Linked DNA regions of Mus musculus: all the other regions are linked to region 1. A link is a contact called in public Hi-C and promoter capture Hi-C data. All regions are on one chromosome and are shown on one strand. Each heading gives the region's core, a stretch centred on a gene start, on an enhancer-like site or on the middle of the called end of the contact. The rest is flanking DNA. Distances are from core to core; before and after follow the strand shown.

Evidence for each region. Promoter capture Hi-C pulls out the DNA fragments that hold promoters and counts their contacts. A called contact is a pair of places that touch in the nucleus more often than the background predicts. Capture Hi-C pulls out chosen DNA fragments and counts their contacts.
Region 2: a contact with region 1 is called in a promoter capture Hi-C map of liver, with 3 times the contacts expected there. The contact joins the promoter of Amd1 here to the promoter of Sec63 in region 1. A contact is called at or near these places in 2 of 39 promoter capture datasets (hippocampal neurons and liver) and 1 of 9 other capture datasets (liver).
Region 3: a promoter capture Hi-C map of adipose tissue shows a contact between it and region 1, with 3 times the contacts expected there. The contact joins the promoter of Gtf3c6 here to the promoter of Sec63 in region 1. A contact is called at or near these places in 1 of 39 promoter capture datasets (liver), 1 of 115 datasets of contacts at active chromatin or transcription factors (thymic regulatory T cells) and 1 of 9 other capture datasets (adipose tissue).
Region 4: a contact with region 1 is called in a promoter capture Hi-C map of liver, with 3 times the contacts expected there. The contact joins the promoter of Ddo here to the promoter of Sec63 in region 1. A contact is called at or near these places in 3 of 39 promoter capture datasets (hippocampal neurons and liver).
Region 5: a contact with region 1 is called in a Hi-C map of B cells, with 5 read pairs. The contact joins the promoter of Cdk19 here to the promoter of Sec63 in region 1. A contact is called at or near these places in 1 of 39 promoter capture datasets (liver) and 2 of 484 Hi-C or Micro-C datasets (B cells and erythroblasts).

What each region holds. Positions count from the first base shown.
Region 1 is chr10:42,760,108-42,762,807 of GRCm38.p6, reverse strand. It overlaps Sec63 (SEC63-like (S. cerevisiae)), which reads right to left and starts at 1,312. Exons shown (of 21, transcript NM_153055.3): 1 at 920-1,312. The coding sequence starts at 1,043.
Region 2 is chr10:40,300,918-40,303,715 of GRCm38.p6, reverse strand. Amd1 (S-adenosylmethionine decarboxylase 1) reads left to right here and starts at 1,528. Exons shown (of 8, transcript NM_009665.5): 1 at 1,528-1,967. The coding sequence starts at 1,858.
Region 3 is chr10:40,256,320-40,259,019 of GRCm38.p6, reverse strand. It overlaps Gtf3c6 (general transcription factor IIIC, polypeptide 6, alpha), which reads left to right and starts at 1,308. Exons shown (of 6, transcript NM_026113.5): 1 at 1,308-1,441; 2 at 1,727-1,807. The coding sequence starts at 1,361. It overlaps Rnu3a (U3A small nuclear RNA), which reads right to left and starts at 552; the gene lies at 341-552.
Region 4 is chr10:40,628,619-40,631,318 of GRCm38.p6, reverse strand. Ddo (D-aspartate oxidase) reads right to left here and starts at 1,308. Exons shown (of 5, transcript NM_027442.5): 1 at 1,228-1,308.
Region 5 is chr10:40,347,874-40,350,573 of GRCm38.p6, reverse strand. It overlaps Cdk19 (cyclin-dependent kinase 19), which reads right to left and starts at 1,266. Exons shown (of 13, transcript NM_001168304.1): 1 at 853-1,266. The coding sequence starts at 980.

The DNA of each region.
Region 1 (2,700 bases), core at 63-2,562:
CCAGAAATAACCCATTAGGCGCTTGCTGTAAGTGCCATCAGCTTTAAGAATAACCGGTGCCATATGTCTTAGTAAAGTGCAACACAGAATCCAACATTACAATCTTAAACCTAACATCCCCGGAAACTGCACTGGGTTGCGTTCTGACGCGACCTTTAATGTGGAAAGACTCGAGAACTAAAAGCAAAGGAGCTTGCGACCCCACCAACTACCTCCTTCCATCAACGAATCCCGCTTAATCCTTCATGCCTGCACTTTTCCGTTGTAAACAGGAAACTCCAGAGGAAAGGAAACGGAGAAAATCCTATTTGTGCTTTTATAAAAGGAATAACGGCAGCGCTCTCCAACCCCCACGATGTGATTGAACAAATGAAAAAAGCAACCGGAGGAAGTGACGGGGTGGGCTGCTGGTGAGCTCACTTGGAAGTCCCAAACATGACACCCAGCTTAGGGGTGCCCCCAAACATCTGTACCAACAGCTGCAGCGGGGACACCGGGACAAGAGGGAGAAAGGGTGACGGGAGCGAAGGATGCGGAGTTGTGCCCACACGCTCTTATTCCCCCTCGGCCAACTCTTCTCTCGCCCCCCGTCCCAGCCCAGCCCGCTCCCTCCAGAAAGAACACCCAACAAAGCCGAGGCTGGGGAGACAAAGAGGCGGCAGGCGAGGGGCGTCCAGAACAATGCGGATCGGATCCCCGCCAAACTCCCGCGGACCACGCAGGCGGGCGGACAGCCCCGGAAATCGCCGCCGAGCTCCGGCCCCGTGGACAGCGGCCCTCAGGCCCCGCCGCCCAGGCGGCGTCCCTGGGACGCGGAGCAGCACCGGCGGGCAGGACGGCGCGGCCCGGAGCGGAGCGGAGAAGAGCGGAGCGGAGCGTCCGCCCGAGCGCGCCAGAGCGGGCCGCCGACGGGACTCACCCGCGTTCTGGTCTCGCGGCCAGAGGTAGTAGGTGGCGGGGATCACGATGAGCCCCACGAAGGAGGTGAGGAAGTAGAAGAAGGTGTTCCCGCTGTCATCGTACTGGAACTGCTGGCCCGCCATGGCTCCGCCTCCTCCGCCGCGCTCCCCTCACCGCCGTCGCCACGACCCCGCGCTGCGCTCCGGCTCCCGGCTCCCAGCGCCCCGGCCCCGTGTGGCGTAGCTCGGACGCCGCTACCGCCGCCGCCGCCGCCGCCGCCGCCGCTCTCCTCCCCGCCCCCACGCCGCTCTCACGGACACGCCGCCGCCGCCGCCGCGGCCGTCGCCAACTCTCGCGAGAGGAGCTAGTTCCCGCCCCACGCGGCTGTTCCCTCCCCGGCCGTCTCCTCCACACGCTCACTGAGGGAGACGTGGCGCGCGCAGCAAAGAAACTCTGTTGGACCCCGCCCGCGGCCCCGCCCCTGAGCCACGGACCACGCCCTCTGTTTTCCATAAGCCCGCCCCCGGGTCCCGCCCCCTGCTTACCAGGCTTTCCTTCCCAGCACCCTTCCCGGATTCCAGGAGCTTTCTTGCCAGGGTCCCCCAAGCAGTGAGCAGAGGCGAGCGTCCTAGGTGCGATTGGGACCTGAGCTTTTGCAACCTAAGCGAGGTTGCCAAACCTCTCCACTCTCTCCTATCCCTCTCACTTTTCCTCCACGTGAACCTCATGGAAACAAGTGCCATTAAAATAGGGAGCAAGGAAAAATAAATAAATGAAAAGAATAGGGAGCAAGGAACTCCTCAGAGTTCCAAAGCCTTGGTATTTGGAGCTGCCAGTTCACTAATGCTTTCTGTGACCCAAGCGATCATGTCTTCAATTTGTCAGTAAAACATGAAATAAAGCAAAATATAGATCGGTGGCTCTCAACCTTCCTAATGCTGCCACACTTTAATACAGTCCCTCATGTTGTCGTGACCCCGAACCGTAAAATTATTTTCATTTCTAGTTCATAACTGTAATTTTACTACTGTTACGAATTGTAATGTAAATATATGATGTGCATGATATATATACTCCCTCTAAAACGGTCTTTTGATAACTCCCCCTTAACAGGGTCAGGACCCACATATTGAGAACCAATGTCATATATGCTCTATTGATGAGAAAATTCAGACTCAAAACATTTTCCAGAGGTAACGCTCAATGGTTTGGGTTTGCTCAGGGCTTGAGGATCCAAACCCAGATCGCTCTGACGCCCCAAAGAGCCGCTGGCACTCCCCTGCAACCTGTGGGCAATCTGAAGAGGCAGTCACTCTCTGCTCCTGGCCACCGAATCTCAAGCTGGAGTCAGCTGAACTGCAGGATAGTCCTCTAACCTTGCAAAGATCCCACCAGAGTCCAGTGGTGGCCTTAGCAGGGTGGGTCCCAGTGTCTGCACTGCCCTCTGTGGATCAAGAGGACACAGGGCACTTTACACAGGACCGCTGTGAATAGTAAAGGAAACTGTGCAATATCTTTAAAAAGAGAAGCTACCGCGCAAGTACAAACATTCTGCTGTATTTTTTTTTAAGATTCATTTTTTATTTTTATGTATATGAGTACACTGTAGCCATCATGTGGTTGCTGGGATTTGAACTCAGGACCTTCAGAAGAGCATTCAGTGCTCTTAACTGCCCGTTTTGTTGTTGTTTTGTTTACTTTGCTTTTTGTTGGGGGGGGTGTTTTTTTTTTTTTCTTTTTGAGCCAGGGTTTCTTTGTGTAGCCCTGGCTGTCCCGGAACTCACTCTTTAGCCAGGGTTG
Region 2 (2,798 bases), core at 279-2,778, 2.5 Mb after region 1:
CTTATCCCTAGTTTGAGTTGGATGCTTTTAAAAACATGGCAAAAGCAATATACGTATCTACCTCATCACACGGGTTCTTTCTCAACAAATTTCATAGAGACATGTGAATCCATGCTCTTGTAAGACAAGAGCTCGTCTTCAGGGTATGTATGAATCAAATTTCAACAGTTGCAGTGGATTTCTCTAGGGATAATAGGAGACGGTCCCTTTGTCTTGTGACTATAATCATTTTTAATTTTATGAGCTTGGTGACTTTCCCCCAGTGTTTCCAAGTAACTAATAACTTTGTTAACATCTTTTGCTTCTTAAGATTAAAAAAAAAAAAAGAAAGAAAGAAAGTGGCCTTGTCCCAGCTCCCTCCCCCAGGCTGGTGTGAGTGTGCAAGTATGTGTGCAGAGCTTGTGTTTCATACTGCAAATATAAATAAAGGAAGATAGCAGAAGAAAAAAAAAACAAAACAAAATCCTACTTGGATTTGACCCCTAATTTATACTTTAGATTATCATTAGTGAAAACTCTTTGCTACCCATTTACATTATTATTATATACTCGCGAAGATCCTTTTTAGGCATTTAGGCAATTTTAGGCAAATTTGTAAATTTGCGTGGTACTGGTGGTTGTGAGGAATACTTTCAATTAGTTCACCCCTTTAAGAATAGCCTAAGAAAAATATCAAATAACCTCGTATTATACTTAATAAAGCTAGTTCCTAGGAAGTTTTGCAAACTAAATATCCACCAGTTGACCTAATGGAGTACGGGTTGATAGGTGTCTGCTGGAAGGCGGCCAACTCCTAAGCTAGGCTAGGCACACGGTGGGGGGTAGATAGCGCCGGAGCCCTCCAAGGCTGGGCGCCACGTTGCTTTTCTCTTTTCTCTTTTGAAATAGGAAGACGACGCTTCTGGCTATTGTGTAAACCCGTGGAGAACTGCCTTCATTCCCACATCAGATAAAGCACAAGCAGAATTAAAGCGCATTCCAATCCGACCCCGGGCCACACGTACGTCACTGACAATTTTATTGCCTAGGCTGCGTTCGTCTCGTGGAAACACGTGAAAAAATGGTTTAAAAAAATTTTTTTTAAAAAGCCAAAAACCACCTCGGCTTGAAACGAGAAACCGCACAGGATCAAAGCACTACGCCAACCCAGCAGTGGCCACCGCCCCCGCCGAGCCCCGCGACACCCCTCCAGACTCCCTCCTGTTTTCTGCTAACCAGCTGTGTGCAGCGTGGGACAGCCTCGCCTGTCTCCCGCTCTCCCCACCAGCTCCACAAGTAATCCCAGATTCCCAAGTCCCCAGCCGGACAACAGAGCGGTCTCCCGCTCAAGGGACAGCGGCAGCTCCATCTGCAACCAAGCTGGTAGTCCCCTGCACTCCCCGTGGGCCCACCGCCAGCCAGCCGGCGTTCGGCGACGTTTGACTGACACGAAGCGGTCCCTATGAGGCCCTGAGGGCGGGGCGATGGCGTCACTTCCTGGCCTGTCGGGGAGGATGCTTATATAAGGTCTGCGCTCACGCAGAACCCTCGCTTACACAGTATGGCCGGCGACATTAGCTAGCGCTCGCTCAACTCTCCTAACGGGAAAGCAGCGGACTACAAGAGACTGAACTGTATCTGCCTCTATTTCCAACAGACTCACGTTCAACTTTCGCTCACGAAAATAGCCGGGAAAATTTTATTAGTCCTTTTTTTAAAAAAAAGTTAATATAAAATTATAGCAAAAAAAAAAAAAAAAGGAACCTGAACTTTAGTAACACAGCTGGAACAATCCGCAGCGGCGGCAGGAGCGGCGGGAGAAGAGATTTAATTTAGTTGATTTTCTGTGGTTGTTGGTTGTTCGCTAGTCTCACGGTGATGGAAGCTGCACATTTTTTCGAAGGGACGGAGAAACTGCTGGAGGTCTGGTTTTCCAGACAGCAGTCCGACGCAAGCCAGGGATCTGGGGATCTTCGTACCATCCCAAGGTGGGTGCCTGGGCCTGAGGGCGGCTCGCCGCCGACTGCGAGGCACGAGTCGCGGCCTCAGGTGGGGCCAGGTCGGCGGGCGGGAACTGGCTTCTCCCGCCGCCGTTGCGGGGCCGCCTGCGCCGCCTGGGGGAGGGGAGGAGGCCGGCGCGGCCGCGTGCTCAGGTAACGTCCCCGGCGGACGGCGGGGCTGGGCTGACGGGCTCCGGCGGGGGGCACGCGGCCCTCCGGCAGGTGTGGCTGGGTGAGGGGCGGGCGGAGCACGAGCTGGGTGGGCCTGGGCCGCGGGGCGACCAGCAGGCCTCCCGCCGCGGGGTAGGCGGCCGCGCGTGGCGCTCGCTCGGGCGGCGGGATTGGGCGGGAGCGGCCGTGTCGCAGTGCCGGGCCCCGCCGACGCCCGGACGTGCCCTGCAGCAGAGCGGGGCGCCTCGGGACCCTCCGCGGGCTTTGCCCGGGAGGCTCCTGACCTTGGGCTGTGTAACCTGTTACGGAGGCGAAGTCCGGGAGAGCGCAGCGGGGTGCTGGAGGGTTTGCCTGCTTCCCGGGGTACAAGCCTGTCAGCCCGAAGATCTATTTTACTTAATGCCTTAAGCTGGAGCAAAGGAGACCTGCGGGCCCCCTGCTCACACCCGACACGGGAGGTGGTGCGGAGAGTTGCTAGTGACCTCGCTGGGAGAGTCGAGCATTGAAGCGCGGATGACACTGAGGATGCATGGACCCGGCGGCGGTGACACCAGCCTCCCGCTTTGGTGGCCGGTACCCGGGCTCCGCCGTGCTCCGAAGCGCACTAATGGGACTAGAGTGGCGGAGGAACCGGCGTGGTCCGGTTCA
Region 3 (2,700 bases), core at 59-2,558, 2.5 Mb after region 1:
CACACACAACTACTAATAGGACAAAATTCTTTCCTGTTTTGTTGTTCATAAGCACTTAAAATTTTTCTTGCAGTTAATGGTCTCGTGAACATTATAACTACATTCATACTAAGAACAAGAAAGGCAGGTCAGCCAGGCTGTAGTGAACACCCTAAACCCCAGCACTTAGGAGGCTGAGGCAGGCAGAAAGCAGAACTTGAGTTGGAGGTCGTCTGGGACCATACAGAGAGGAATGACCGGGCTACACAGTATAAGCCATGTAAAATACAAGAGGAAAGATATCCATTTAGTAGCTCAGGACCAAAGCATCTACTCTAACTTTCAACTAAATATAAAAGAAACCACTCAGACTGTGTCCTCTCCCTCTCAACCCTCAAGAGAGTTGAGAACGATCATCAATGGCAGATAGCAGTTGCAAAATGCAGCACTAAAAGCCGGCTTCACGCTCAGGAAAGGACACTCTGTCTCCTCCTCGTGGTTTCGGGTGCTCTACACAGTCAGAGAAACTTCTCTAGTAACAAACTATAGAAATGATCCCTGAAAGTATAGTCTTAGTTTAGCGTTGCCAGCCGCCGCGAGGCCACCTCTGACAGCACATTTTTAACTAATGGTGACATTCCCCACCCGCCCCCCCCCCCCCGCGAAAACCCCGTAATATTCTCCTAAGGAATACCATACACATGCACTTTCGAAGCTGTGTTCGTATATTATTTTGCAAAAAAAAAAAACAAAAACAAAAACTCATTCTGAATACTTATGACTTGTAAACTAACTCAGAATCAAGTTCATAATTAACATATTGAGGATAATAGCCAATCACACGCCAGTGTCTTCAGTCATCCTAAGAAAATCACTTCCGGACCAGTTTTAAAGGGTGGGTGCGGCTCCTCAGGCTGCGTTTTACTTAAGATGGGTGTTGATTTGTGTCCTCTGCGGTCTGAATTCCACCCTGTCCCAGTAGCGTCACTGCTGGGTTTGTGTTAACTAAGTAGCCACTCTGGCCTAGAATTTGCATTAATCCTCTCCCTCCCGCGTCCTTAGATGTTGGGATGAAAAGTGGAGGCCACCATTGATCCTCTAGTCTCCTTCGGCAGACAATAAACGTGAGGTTTTGTTTTATAGTGGAGGCAGTTGATTACGCTCATCCTCAGCTACTTACTGAGTTCAGTGTAGCCTGAGCTCTATGAGCCACGTTCTTCAAAGTGGGGCTAAATACCCTAAATTCCCGAAGCTCGGAGCGTGTCGAGTCTCCACGTGGGACCCACTTACGGAAGCCTGGCGTCGCCATCTTGCTTTCTGGCCGGAAGCCGGACGCCGCTGCCCGTATCCAAAATGGCATCCACAGGGGGCGTGGCCAGTGATGGCGTCTCCGAACGCTATGGCGGCGGCAGTGGATCCCATTTGGGAGGACTTGGAGGAGGAGGAAGAGGAGCTAGAGGAGGTTGTAAGCGAGGGTCAGAGGCCTGCGGCGCGGGCGGTCTTGGTTGAGCCACCCCTGGGTGGGGAAGGGAGTCTGGGATGCGGACGGAGGGAGGGAGGCCGGTAGACAGCTCGCTGGCTTTCCGAAGCCCGAGAAGCCGTGGAGGGCTAGCTTCAGTTCTGGTTTACCCATTCTAGAAAGAATCGGTTTCCACCAGAAACTGGATCGAGTTTTCACAGAGAAATTTGGGGCATTTCTTATTTACTGCCCCTTGTCTACCTTATTAACTTTGCTTTCTTCCACCAGGAGCAGTTTGTTCTGGTAGAATTGTCAGGAATCATTGATTCAGACTTTCTCTCCAAATGTGAAAATAAATGCAAGATTTTGGTGAGTCTTAGAATTCGGGGAATGTTGTAGATTTTCTTAAAGTTAAAACAAGACTAAAAGGTGATATGCTTGTCCACAAAGAGAGAGACGTTCATCCCACCTTACAAAGCAGTGATCAAACGCTCCAGGCTCATACCAGAAGAGTAGGTTACAAGGGAGGGATTCTATGGGAGCAGAGAAAATGCCTGACTGCTTCTTCTTCACTGTCTGAATGTGTGGCTGGAGAGAAAGAGCAAAACACCTTGTATGAAACTTCTGGGGGACTTTCAGGACAAAGCCTAATCCATGCTGTTAAGCAGTGCCTGCCTTCCTTGTAGTGGGCGTGGCCTCAGTTCTATCCTCCAATAGTACCACAGTTGAGTGTACTAGTCTGGACGCAGACTCTGGTCTAAGTGTGGATATGTATGCAGTGTTGCCCGGCCGGTCACCAAGTACCCATGTCACCTGCTTCACCATGCCTTTGGTGTGTCTTTGGCTCACTCCTCACAAGCCAATTAGGAAAAAATAGCATGAGAGCAGGCTGTCCTGGTGCACACCTGTAATGCCGGCACTGGAGAGCCCAAGGCAGGCGGATCCGAAGTTCATTGTCATCCTACCCCCCAACTCCCCGGAATGCCCTGGAACTCACTTTGTAGACCAGGCTGGCCTCGAACTCAGAAATCTGCCTACCTCTGCCTCCCAAGTGCTGGGATTAAAGGCGTGCGCCACCACCGCCTGGCTCATTGTCATCCTTAATGATATAGTAAGTTCTAGGCCACCTTGATCTACAGAAAGCCCTGTCTTCAAAATGCCTGGAGAAGACACAGTTTAAAATATTACGTTATTGCCTGATGATGATACATACCTTTAATCCCAGCACTCATGAGGCAGAGGCAAACGGATCTCTTAAGTTT
Region 4 (2,700 bases), core at 59-2,558, 2.1 Mb after region 1:
TAGTCATAGTGCCCTTGCCTAACTTTTTCCCTATGGGCACATTCTAGGGACTGCTGAGGAGGTAAGCTAGTCCTGGGAAGCAGCCGAGCTGTGACTTCTGCTCCCGGGACTCTAGGGAGCAGACACAGAGGTCATGTCTGGCTGCCACAGATGATTGCATAACAGGAAGAAATGGCCGCGGTCCTTTAGCCTCTGTGCCTTCACCTGAAGACAGCACCAAATGAATTCTTATTAGCCTCTTTGAGTAGTAAACGGCAGGCCGCTGAGGCTGTCTCCCAAATAGATCCCCTGTGGGAGGATGTAGGGAAAATGTAGATACCAGGCGCCTGCGCCAGGCACCCCAAGGCTGACATCTTGTGTGGAAGGTAGAGAGAGGGGCAAAGATGTCAGTGTCCTCCACGCTCTCCGCAGAGGCAGCAGGAATCTGTTACTTGGTGCTGACCTGTCAGCCTCCTGCCCGCCTTCACTTCTTTGTCTTACTATGTGTGCTCCATGCCCAACTCCCTCTATCTGGCTCAATTCCAGATTAAGGAGAGTGGACAAAACGTAATTATTCCAGTTAGTTATAGCCATTCCTTAGGGGTAAAGTTCTCTCAGCCAGCTGCTTGTGTTGTTAGCCTAAATCCCACCCACCCCTGGTACAATCCCTTCTTGCAACAGGCAGTGAACAGGGCATCAGGCCAGGTGAGGTTAGCCATGGCAGACATCATGAGGTCTGGCTATGAGTGGTTCTCTGCCTCCTCCCTAGCTCCACTTGACTCCCACTCCGTGAGCCTTGAAGCCTTTTCAGGGAGGTTTAATGTGCGCTTCTCCTCCAACTGAGCCGTGTGCGTTTCTGAGCAGGTGAGCTGAGATGTCAGACTGCCAGGGTTGAAGAAAGACAAGAGAAGATTCCCAGCAGGACACAGTCCAGTGGGGAAGGCTGGGAGAGGGAGGTCCTGGACTTGTTTCCAGAGGAGGTAATAGAAGACAGACGGCCATGATCTTACTAGTTGCCTATCTAGCAGCCTTGCGCCACAGCTCTAATAAGTTAACACTAGGGTGAAAAGCAATCTGTGGCTAAGAATAACCAGCTGCCAGTGGAGTGGAAAGAGAGCCAGAAACATAGGGCATGTCCTGATATAGTGTGACCTATCAATCTCTGGCCCCAACCCCACCAAGACACACCCCTAAAATCCCAGAGTGCATACAGAACGACCCTAGAGCAAAGAGTGAGGATTCAAATACCTGTCTCTGAAAAAGCAGTCTGGTATCCACCGGAGGTCCTGGCACCAACACTTGTTTTCCAGTGACCTGTTAGCCTGGTCTCCTAAGAGACAGGGAAAACAAAACTCCTTCCCATTGGGGAAATTATTAAGGACACTCTCTCTAAGCTTACCCTCCATTGGTCCATGCCACAGTGTCTGCCTCTGACTCCCCAGGAGAGAGGCACGTGTAAGCTCTGTGGAACTGCCTCTCTGCCAAGCCTGCAGGGGAAGTTTCGTCCTCTATGACCTGTCTTTGTCTGGCTTTCAAGAACTTCAGCTTGCCACCAGCCTGGAGTTTCTCCGGCTGATTTGTTTGCATGGCAAATAAATGGGTGGTCTGTCTGACTTCCAAAAAGTCCCAGCTAGAACCAAGCACTCGTTTCCCCTGCCGCATTGTTCAGAGTTGTTGATAGCTGAGATGCCGGCCTGGTGGCAGATGGAAAATTTATTCAGAAAATAAGTTAGGATGAACCAAATATTTATAGAAGGGAACTGGTATTTGCTGAGTGTCACCTCCTCAGAAACACACACAGCTCAGTAGTAGGAAAAGCCCACATTAAACCTCCCTGAAAGTCATTTGATTCTAGAGACGTAATTGGTTGTATCACAATAGCTATAATATATCTTAAAGATTTGTTTTACATTTAAATTGCTGTGGTCTGTTGGTCTGTGGTCTATTGCATGTTGTTCTCACATGCACGCAGTGCCCATGGAGGCCAGAAGAGGGCACCAGATGTCCTGGAGCTGGAGTTATAGGTGGTGGTGCGCCACCTGATGAAGGTGCTGGCAATTACATGTGTTAATCGCTGAGCCATTTCTCCAGCCCAGATAATATTTAATAGAATAATATTAACCACGTTAATATACTAATAAGAGATTTCGCTTTAGCCATGACTGTATCACCACGTAACACCATTCTCTTGTGAAATGAGACGTATCCTCCTTATTCTACAGATATAAACCGAGGCTCCAAGACATGTGGAAAAGCCCATGGTCTCTTGTGTGATAAAGGCCATTCTGTGTAGCAGACTCCCTATGCATGCTCTCAGCCAAGCAGAGGTCCTCTTTGTCAAAGCAGGGTCCTCACTATCTTATCTTGAGCAAGTCAGAGGCTGTCTCAGTCTGTCTTCCCATCTGAAAAGGAGAGAAAGATGATTCCTTTTGCATGTGGCCATGAGCCTCTGGTGAGCTCAGCTAGGTACGATTTTATACAAGGCTGTCTGGGTGTCAAAATGGAAAAGAAAGGGCATTGTCCCTTCAGTCCACAATCCCAAAGTCACAGAAAATGGAACAGTTCTGTGTCTAGGGGAATGGGTTCTTTCTCCACACACATCCAGCAACCAATATAGCAGACTCTCCAGCAGACACATCCGGTTCAGCAGGATTCTCTTTCAATTCTGGCACCTTCTACCTGAAGATGGTATCTGGTACCACAGGTTGGAGGCTCAGGTCT
Region 5 (2,700 bases), core at 17-2,516, 2.4 Mb after region 1:
TAAGAACTTGAAGAAATCAAGATTTCTTCCTGAAGAAAAGAGAAATGGACCAGGTTTGGTGGCATACGCCTTTAATGATAGTACCTGATTAGCAGAGGCAGGCGAATCTCTCCGTTCCAGGCCAAGCAGGGCGCACAGATACCCTATCTTAAAGGGGGTTGGGGGGAATTAGATAGCCAAGATATATCTTATACCTAAGATAGCCAAGAGGCAGGAAAGATAAGCAACCAGAGAACACTTAAATCTTGTAATATACAATTTATCTCTCTCCAGGGTCCACCTTCAGAGTGCTGAATTCAGAATATTAAAATGTGGGAATCGGGAGCAGGATCGGGAAGTCCCCAGGTAAACATCAGAGATGAAGTCTGGGTTGGCAAGGAAGTCAGACCCAAGGGGCCAGCCAGGACCCCAAGCGCTGCGCCACCAGACAGGAGGCGCCCCCGCGAGCTTTCAAACCGCCGCCCCGGGAAGGCGCTGCGCCGATTGGAAGTTCCACCACTACCGTCACCAGCACAGGGCCAAACCGGTAACTCTTCAGCCAAGCCCTCCGGAGGGTCCCCGGGGACCAGACCCCTAAACTCCACCTCCAGGCGCGGTCTCCACCCGCCGCCCGCTGTTAATCACGCAGCCGCGACTCCAGGCGGGACCGACGCCCCCGACGGGGCTGCGCCGTACGACTTCGAGGGGCGCGACCGGCCAGCGGGGGGCGGCAGCACCAGTGCCTCCGAGTTAGCCCCGGGACGTCGCTCTGCGACCCACGCCGCCTCGTCCCGGGAGCTCCGACCCACCCAGCCCTCCGGGGCTCCGCAGCGGAGGGGACGGGACGAGCCCACTCCCCGCTCGCGCTCTTACCCATCTTTCCGCCTCGCCTTGTAGACATGCCCGTAGGTGCCGCGTCCCACTTTGCACCCTTCGTACTCAAACAGATCCTCCACCCGCTCCCGCTCCGCCGCCAGCTTCGCCTTGAAATCATAATCCATTGTCTGCTTCCCCCATAGAGAAACCGGGACGCGGGGGCCGCCGCCACTCAGTCCCTCCTCCACCGCCGCCGCTCCACTTCTCCAACAGCCGTCGCTCGGGCGCGCGCGCGCCGCCCGCCGCTCCGCGGTCCGCCTTCAGCAAGGGACTCCTCGGCGGCCGCGGCAGCCACCTCCTCCGCCTCCTCCTCCTCCGCGGCGGCGGCGGCGGCTCCCGCAGGCATCTACAGTCCCGCCTCCTCCCTTCATTTCCTTGTTTTGGAACCTGGTGGGCCGCGCCGCGGCTTTCTCGAACTCATTAAGGAACCAAGCGTCCCGCCCCAAGGTCGCGAGCCATTCTGGGAAATGTAGTTCAAGAGGGCTCGTGAGTTGTGCTACCTCCTCGGGAGCGGGGAATACAGTTCCCAGAGTTCCTGGGGCCTTTTGGGCCACGCCTCCACAAGGCATGTACGCCTGCGCTCTGCCGCCGCCCCACCCCCTCAGCGCGCGACTGCTGTTCCTGTAAACTGTAGCGCAAAGTTGCAGCGGGATTTTTGCGAGCCCGTGGGAGCTGGCGGGAAGGACACCTTTGCTGAGCTAGGAAGTAGATACCCGGCCCTGACTGTCATTAGGCTAGAAAAGCGGGAAGCACCTCACGAGAGCCTTGCTCTAGAGCTCATTCCGGCGCATCCGGAGCTTAGGACTGGGGTTTAGACAGTTGTACTACACATTGTTTGTTTTCTTGGGCAATTGATCCTCTGGTTGCCCCGCCCCTTGCCTCGGCTTATTGGCAGAGACTGAAGAGTGACGTCCGCTTTGGTGCCTGGTTATCTCCGGCTTTGGCTGTTTTCCCGCTCTTGATTGGTAATTGGATGTGCTCGGTTCTTCCTGATAGGTTAATCTTCTTTCTTTACGATGCAAAAACCGTATTTCAAAACCTGAAGATTCAGCGGTTTCCCAGCTCTTGCTAGGGGAACCGTGTAACTTCTACGGCCCACAGCCAATCATCTTTTTCTTGGCGCTCTAGTCGGTTTTATCCTAACATATGCGGGTGCGGTAGCCTAGCTTTAGCCATCTGTCTGAGAACAATTAAAGCGCTTGGAAGATTGCAAAAATGCAGCGTTTTAAAAACAATCGTTTTTGCTGGGTAGTAAAGCGTGTTTTACAGTAATGGCGAGGCTCACCTAGGGGTTTAAGGTATTTATCTTGCTCATGACGTTGATTCGTTATGGTGTCTGAGGCTCAGAACCCATCACCTCAAAGTAGTACTGTAAGAACTTAGAAAGTGCCTTACTAAAAATGTGACCCACTGCATATTGATGGCTTTTAAACCGAAAAGAAATTGAGATCCATTCGACACGCGCGTTTCAGCTCTCTTCCACTACCTAAAATAAAAGGCAGCATTTTATAACAAGATTAAATTTAAAAGGGAAATTTGATAAGGTGTCTGTGTCAAAAAGGCAGCTAAGCTATCCATAGACAACATTATTGCTGGGGAGACCATCTAAACAAAGAATCGACTTGTTATTTCCTCTTTATTTCCTTCCCTCTCCTTCATTTATCTCCAATACCTACTAAAACTTCCAATTCTTGTTCCTCTCTGTATGTCATGAGCTTCAATCATCAGGCCTTTCGATTTCATTGTGTAGGACTCCCGTGCGTACATCTATAATATGAACTGTAAGGCACAAGGCACAGTGATAAAATCGGCAGGATGACTGTTAGGCTAGGTGGGTAGCCGTCA